Regions from separate parts of the Oryctolagus cuniculus genome. Here region 2 is linked to region 1. The links are chromatin contacts, called in public Hi-C maps. All regions are on one chromosome and are shown on one strand. Each heading gives the region's core, a stretch centred on a gene start, on an enhancer-like site or on the middle of the called end of the contact. The rest is flanking DNA. Distances are from core to core; before and after follow the strand shown. Region 1 holds the start of MYO1D (myosin ID). Region 2 overlaps MYO1D (myosin ID).

What was found. A called contact is a pair of places that touch in the nucleus more often than the background predicts.
Region 2: a contact with region 1 is called in a Hi-C map of embryonic fibroblasts, with 2.0 times the contacts expected there. The contact joins the enhancer-like site here to the promoter of MYO1D in region 1. A contact is called at or near these places in 5 of 6 Hi-C or Micro-C datasets (ear pinna, embryonic fibroblasts, liver and 2 more).

What each region holds. Positions count from the first base shown.
Region 1 is chr17:41,240,367-41,244,545 of mOryCun1.1, reverse strand. MYO1D (myosin ID) reads right to left here and starts at 1,775. Exons shown (of 22, transcript XM_051824625.2): 1 at 1,542-1,775. The coding sequence starts at 1,636.
Region 2 is chr17:41,314,229-41,317,957 of mOryCun1.1, reverse strand. All of the region lies in intron 1 of MYO1D (myosin ID), which reads right to left. All of the region lies in intron 1 of LOC138846168 (a long non-coding RNA gene), which reads left to right. Among named protein-coding and RNA genes, the nearest start is that of MYO1D, 73 kb to the right of the region's middle. Within about 2 kb of position 1,582, at least 4 of the 8 cell types and tissues checked have an H3K27ac peak or open chromatin away from gene starts, as enhancers often do. A contact at or near this core is called in ear pinna, where this site is marked.

The sequences.
Region 1 (4,179 bases), core at 526-3,025:
AGTGGCCTCCATCCTTATTCAAAACCGTGCTGTTCCACAAGAAGGGGGAATACAGTGCCATAAAAATTTTTAGAGACAGAAGCCACATCACACAACTGTTATTCCAGTGCAGTGTTGTAACTGTTTGATGTTTATATTATTATTGCTAATTTCTTACTCTGCCTAATTTATAAAGCAACCTTCATCATAGCTATGTACAGGAACACAGCCAGCCTATAGAGGATTGGTACTATCTGCAGTTCCACGCGTCCACTGGGGGCCATGGGACGGATGCCACACAGACAGCAGGGGGCTGCTATCCTACACCACCTCGTGTAAGCGAAGTGGGCACTCATGGATTTTGGCATCTGGGTCCCCTCTCCATGGATACGGACCACATATTACTTTGCCACACTCTGTGCAATCTTGAGCCCACCTGCACCTGGAACACTTACAGTCCCGTATATGAGCACTGAAAGAAACCCCAGTGGCCTCGTGATGTCTCCAGTTAGGACACAGAGACTCTGACCAGGGCAGGGTCAGCACCCAGGGCTGTGCTCCTACCCCGGGCTCAGGAACAGATGACGCCCATGTGGTTTGCCATTTCAATGATTAAGCCAGATTCACAAACTCTTGAATTAGGACTGACAGGGATAACCAATACTGAGAAATGGGGTTAGTTAAGCATCCAAACCTGGATTATGATTTCACTTTATAAGCTTACAGAGTGATGTGTAGTTATAAACTTGACAAGAAATAGGGCCAAAGCTTCCCGGAACACACACACACACACCAAAAATTTAGCTATTTTGAAACTGTTTACTGTAATGTTTAAAAAAAAAAAAAAAAAAGACAAACCGCTCTGTAACTCTGCTATCAAGAGCAAATCAATCCGGCTAGAAGGTTCTCTCCAACAAGCCCATTTTTGGGGGTGTGTTTCGTGAGTCCCATTCTCAGGGATGTCAGCAACACAAGGGCTCCATCCACAAACTCCTCGAAAAAGCTGAAACCAGGGACGCCTTGTCAAGCTCAGACAGTTTATCTTGGCACCGGCGAGCGCGGCAGTCTCTTCTATGTCTGGAGACGTGTCTAATTACGTTTAGGGAGTCACTGAAAAACAGCCAGCTCAGGGATCGTTCGGCGGGGTCCTGAGCGACACGAGGGATCCACGCGGGGGTGGGGGGCGCGACAAGAAAGGGGAGAAGACGCAAGTGTGGACGCGGGAGGAGCCGCCAGCTGCTCCCCCACACAGCACGCAGGTCTGCCCAGGGCTTTCGGGGCCACCTCCCCTCTCCCGGCTAGTCAGAGCTTTCCCGGCGTTTCCATTCGGTCACCCGCCCCGCCCACAGCGCTCACCTGGCGCGGCGCGGGCGCACCTCCGGCCCCGCACGGCCCCCGCGCTCCGGCCGGCGCCCCCGGGGCGTCCTCTCCGTCCCCGCCGGACTGCCCCCGGGAGCCCGGCGCCGCCCCGACACCCCGAAGGTGGCCGCGCCGCCCAGCCCCGCGCCCCCTCTGAGGAAGCGCAGCCTCTGAGCCCGTGCGCGCGCGGGCTCCGCCCTCACCTGAGCCTCAGGTTGGCCATGAACTCGGGCATGGAGACGGTGTCCATCAGCACGAAGTCCGCCTTGCCGAACTCCAGGCTCTCCTGCTCCGCCATGGCGCCGGCTCACGGGCTCAGGTGGGCGCGATCGGCCGAGGGGTTCGGGCCGGGGACCCGCGGGGCGCTCGGGCGGGGCCGGGGCGGGCGGAGGCGCGCTGTCGGCCGGCGCGGCTCCGAGCGGGCGCTGCTGGCGGTTTCCGTTCCTTCAGCGACGGCTGCCGGGCGCTGCGGGGGCCGGGACCCGAGACGGAGACGGCGGCGGCTGGTCCCGCCTCTGGCCTTGGTCTTGCACGGCCCGGCCCCGCCCCGCCCAGGCCCCGCCCCCCGCCGCGAGGCCCGGGCCGCCGCCGCCTCCTCACCTGGCCGGCGCGCACGCGCGGGGCCGGCAGCGGAGGCGTGCAGCAGCGCCCCCTGGAGACGGGCGCCGATAAGCGGGGCGGCGGGACGGCTGCAGACGCAGGAGTCTGGGTGCGGCCAGGATTCTAAGGTCGCAGCCTCTCCCGGGGACTTGGCAGACGTCCACCAAGTTAAAACGGGGCTTGGGGAGCTTCCGCCAGGGTCGCTCCTTATGCTTCTGTCGCTGTGCCGACGAGCCCAGTCTAGTTCCTGGGCTGAGCTCCTGCCCACCCCTTAAGTGGAGGTTCAAGCCCAGAGCTCGAGCGGCTGCAGGCGAGGATGTGGACAAGCTGCCAGTGCAGCTCGTGAGCCCCACGCCCACCACGGTCCCTTCTCCCTCCACTCATCAGAGCATGCCGGCAGCTTTTCCTTGTGTGTGTGTGCATCATCTCTGCAGGGCTGCTGTGGGGTTCTTTTGTTTTAACCATTTACTTGTGTGTTTTCTTTATTCGAAAGGCAGAAAAAGAGCCAGAGAGATCGAGCTCTCCCCAAATGCCCACCGTAGTGAGGGACAGGCCAGGTAGACACCGGGATCTGGGACCCCGTTTGAATCTCCCATGTGGGTGGCAGGGACCCAAGTACTTGATCCCCATCCCCTGCTGCCTCCCCGGGCACATCAGCAGGCAGCTGGGATCAGAGGCAGAGCAGGGACACTTCCAAGTGGGACACTGGGCGTCCCAAACACCAAATACCCACCCCTAGTTCTTGAGCCTAGGACCATCCTGTACTTCCTGAGATCCCCGTTGAACCGGCCAAGTAGCTACTGTATTACTTGGGGCACGTAAATATGAAACCATTAGGAGGTAGCAGAGCCACCAGTTCGAGTCCCTGATGCTCCATTTATGATCCAGTTCTCTGCTAATGGCCTGGGAAGGCAGAAGAAGGTGGTTCCAGTGCCCTACCTCCCATGTGGGAGACCTGGGTAAGGCTCCTAGATTCATTGTTACCATCTGGAGCCTGAACCAAGGGATGGAAGATCTCTTTGCCTGCCCCCTTCCCCTCTGTCTCTGTCTCTGTAACTTCACCTTTCAAATAAATAACTCTTCAAAACTTGTAAGTGGTGGGGCTGGTGCTGTGGCGCAGAGGATTAAGACAGCTTCTTTGGTGCCAATTGGAGTCCCAGCTGCTCTACCTCCAATCCAGCTCCCTACTAATGCCTCTGGGAAAGCAGTAGAAGATGGTCCAGGTACTTGGGCCTCTGTACCCACTTGGGAGACCTGGAAGAAGCTCCTGGCTTCTGGCTTCTGCCTGGCCCAGTTCCAGTCATTGAGGATATTTGGAGAATGAACCAGCAGATCAAAGATCTCTCTGGTTCTCTCCTCTCTCTCTCTCTGTAACTCTGACTTTCAAATAAATAAATACATCTTTTTTTTAAACATGTTGTGATTCCCAATTTATAGATGCATTGGCTGAGCCTGGAAAATTCTTTTAGAACAGAGAATGGATTTTCCCAATGGAAATATATTATAACTGGGCTGCTACAGTGTCCACACCTCTTCAGTCCTGGGATTCCGTTAGGACCATCTTCTAGTGCAGAATCTACTGGGAAATCTAGAGGCCTCCAAAGACCTGGCTGGGCTTCAGACCTATAGCTGCATTTGAGCTGACTAAGTGGTCCTGAGGATCTTGCTCCAGGCCTGCTGCTGCTGCCAACAGCCCACACTTGCCAGGAGGTCAGAAAGCGGCCTGGCCACCCTTGAGGCAGTACCTCGGCTGTCGGGAGGCCCCTAACCCCTGGCATAGGCAGAGGCTGGTGGCCATTAGCAGCTCTTCTCCAGAAGACACCTGTCTGCATCTCGGTGTCCTCATTCACAGGCTGAGGACTCCAGGCTGCACAGCTCCGAGGTAGGACCATCCTATACCTGGAGCATTTGTGTGGGCTGGTTAGTGGCTAAGCAGGTGATTGTGGGGAGCAATCCGGACTGGACTGAGTTACTGGAATTAAGACTTATTCTATGCATCTGCTCTCCCACAATATGGCGCTGGGAGAGAAGTAAACAGCTTCCGCACAGCTGCCTCCAGTTCAACTAATAAACTGTAGGACTTGCTCCTGATTGGAGGAGAGCAGCGTACTCGGCGTGTGGGCAGCCGAGTTAGGATTGGCGGAGGAGGACTATAAAGGAGGAGAGAGACGGCATGCACCAGGAACATCTATGGGGAACATCTAGCTGAAGGAACACCCGTGCAGCCCCCGAGAGAACCGG
Region 2 (3,729 bases), core at 333-2,832, 74 kb before region 1:
AGAGTTAGAGAGAGGGAGAGTGAGACAGACACTGGATTACTTCCCAAGTGACCCTAACAGCCAGGACTGGGCCAGGCTGAAGACAGGAGTTTCCTCCGGGTCTCTCATGTGGGTACAGGACCCCAAACACTGGGCCATCTTCTGCTGCTTTTCCTAGGCCATTAGAAGGGAGCTGGATTGTAAGTGCAGCAGCTGGGACTCAAACCAGTGCCCATATGGATGCCAGCACTGCAGGCGATAGCTTTACCTGCTTATGCCACAACGCCTGCACTGGGAATATCTTAATGAGCCAAAAGGTAGAGAAGCTCTCCAAGAATGACAGGTGTCATGTCAAAGGACACTGCAGCCAACTGAAAGGGGCCCCTGCCATCTGAATCTTGGATAAATACCCATGGTTTAGATTATTAGGAAAAAGAAGGAGAAGGAGTTGCATCCTTGTCTTTGTTTGCCATCGAGGCTGCGAGGACTCGAGCCTTTGTCCTGAGACACGCAGCATTGATTTCAAGGGAGGTCAGGCCCCATGGGAATGAACTGGCACAAATCCATCATCACAGAAGGACAAACAGCTCAAGTCTGTGCTTTGCTGACAGAAAGGCTGCTTGTTTAAAGCACCTACCACATGGGTGCCTACCCATCGGCACACACCTATCTACTTTGTTAATAAGGTCCTCTCCTTTACATACGGAGAAGCAACACATTCGTTTATACACTATTATGTCAGGGCATCCACAGCTGAAGGCAAACTGTTCAGTTGTTAATGTACACAAAACTATTTTTCCACATTTTATTCTTAATATCAGCTACAAGAAAATGGTTTTTTTTTCCTGCAAAATAACTTGTAAAACATGGGATCAGTTAGGTTGGCTTTAAATTTTCCCTTTCCTCCATTTCTGACTAAAAAATAAATCACTTGAGGAGAAATCTTTCTCACTGTTGAAAATCTGTGGTTGAGAGCTGTGACTTTCAAAAATAATTTTCATGTTGAAGTAATTTCAAGCTTCGAAGCTGTCAGAAGACCATTTTTAAAAAGTTCCTCCACAGCCCTCACCCGGAGGATTCCACACTGTCAACACATTTCCTATTTGTCTCACTCTCACATTACACATGTGTGCATGCAGGTGCACGTGCGCGCACACACACACAAGCACACAGGAAAGGCTGGAGTTTTCCTTCCAGCCTTTGAGGTCTGGTGGGCAAATCACGCCATTCCTGTCACCAACCTAAGAAGCCCACGGAAGCCAGGTGGAGAACGCATGCAAGTGAAAGGGAAAGGACTGAGGTCCACTCGGGCACAGCAGGGACCGTGACGCGCCTGTGCCGGGACGGACGGGGCAGCTGCCACACTGCAGGCGGCTCTGTTCCCAACTGTGGCCCACGTTATGCCAGAACTTCTGATTTTTTCGAGAGAAGCTGGAAAAAAATGGATTTTTCAGGAACATCATCCAAATGGGACTAACATTGGAAACCAATAAAATTGGTTTGAGGGGGAAAAAAATCTAAGCTGTATACAATCTATTGCACTGCTAGCTGCCAGGTGTGATAATAATAATTCTCATGTAATTTCTGGTCATGACTAATCAGAGCTCTAACACCATAAATAGATAACACACAGTGTGTAGAACAATGGGGAAAAAAATGACCCAACCCCAAGGACCCTGCAGTCAATTCTTTTGCAAAGGAAGTGACGCAATATAAACTACACTTGCCTGGCAGGGATTGCTTCCAGATTACAAAACAACATCTGCAAAACAGAGCTCTTAAAGGAACGCTTATGGACCATCCCCCTTACAGAGAACCAGCGCAAGCACAGTAACTACCAGGAAAACTGTGCTGATCCCAAAGAACAAAGACCTTTGGTTTTCAAGTTTTTAATATTTTTTTTTTTAAAAAGAACATTAAAAAGGGAGTTCCCTGTGCAAAGGCTGATGGCACAGACTGGTCCAGCACTACATCTCAGTATTTATTCTTACTAATGCGTATCACCAATGTTGATGTTCACCACGGGGCTTACGCAAGAGACTGTCATTACTAATACAATTGATCCCACTTCTCCTGGAAGCAGCTGATCATGCTTTGAGAAACAGTGCAAGTCCCATCTCTGTACGGCCTCCCTGGGCACCGCTAGCCTGACGTGGTCTCAGGACAATCGTCATCTCTGCAGCTGACCTGCCAGCTAATGGAAGCGGCACCAAGGCACTCGCCCACAACCCTGTTAAGCTCCTGGGTGTTTCCACACTGGTTTCCACAGTTTATTCTCCAAGAACAGTGTTACTCCAGGTGTCCCAGGCTGTAAGCTGTTTGGGGCTTGCTCTGTGATGAGCATGGGAACGGCGTTTTGAGGGTTTTGCAGCATCATGGGGACAGGCAAGAGCCAGATCAGTGAACTCATTTTGTCAACAAAGTACAGACCAGCTTGGATGCTGTCAAGCTCTTGTGTTGAGGCCACGTGGGACACAAGCTGGGGATCAGTCACTGCTAGTACCATGTTACAGAGGGCAACATTTAAGGACAATATATCAACTCTAACCCAAAAGCAAGTGAAAAATCAAAGACTATATAAACATTTGTTAACTGTTACATGCTTACAGCATTTTCATTTTCAATAAAGCCCATCTTGCAATGTTTAATTTAGCATTAATAGCTAAATTAGGTGCTATCCTGTGACTATGTCCCATCCCCTTAATACACTGAAACAGAATCTGCTGAGGATGGGGGGGGGGACCCTTTGGGTGATAACATTATCAGTCTCTACCCATAAAAAGGGGTAAGGACCCCTACATGAAAAACCCAAGGGTGCGGGCTGGTCCCCTCTGCCGTGTGGAGGCAGCACTTAGGAGAAGTGAGCCCTCTGCAGGCACACTCTTCCGGGGCCTTGATCTTGGACTGAGCAGCCCCCAGAACTGTGAGCAGTAAATTGCTGTGGCTTGTTGGAGACCAGCCCAAGGGCCTCTGTATCAGGAGCCTGAACAGACTGAAACACCACGGGAGGAACATGTACAGTATTTGTTTATAGTCCTAATTCAATTCTAGGCCTAATCCTTTGTAAACCAAACATCACCGACTCCTCTGTCCCTACAAGACACAGACACACGTCCAGTCACGGTCACCCCAGTTAGGAGGTGGAAACTTGTCCAGGGCAATGAAGACCAAGAGCTCATCCTGGACTCCACTCGGACCTCTGATTTCCTCAACACTAAGCCTGGTCTTGGAGTCAAAACTGACGGCAAAGTGCGCTATTTGCAGAGATGACTAACCAAACAGGCAATAAAACCGTAAATTAGACAACATTTACATGTAAGACACAAAGAAATAACCTCAAAACCAGAAGAATTCTCGAGAAAAAGTACTGACCTCAGAAGCTGATATTCAGGAAGCGGCCTAACCAGGAGCAGGGCAGGGCAGGGCTGGGCTGCTGCAGGAGCCCCCGCCTGGCATCTGCAGAGCTTTTCCCAGACCCCGTGCTCTTCCCTGGGGTTCCAGAAACCCTCCCGGGGAGACACACAGCACAAACCGTAAGTCTCAGGCCCTGTACTCTCTTTAGTCTCAGGCCTGTGCAACACGAGGATTAAACTGCCCTCCTGGGTTTGATGCGAGGCAGAAGTTCATGATTTAGAACAATAACCTTTATCCCATGGCCCCTAAGCTGTCGTGTTGTTCATTCTTCCATTAGAGTTACGTACATTTAGTATATATCCCATTTGCAAATTAGAATGTCTGGCTTTGTAGAAA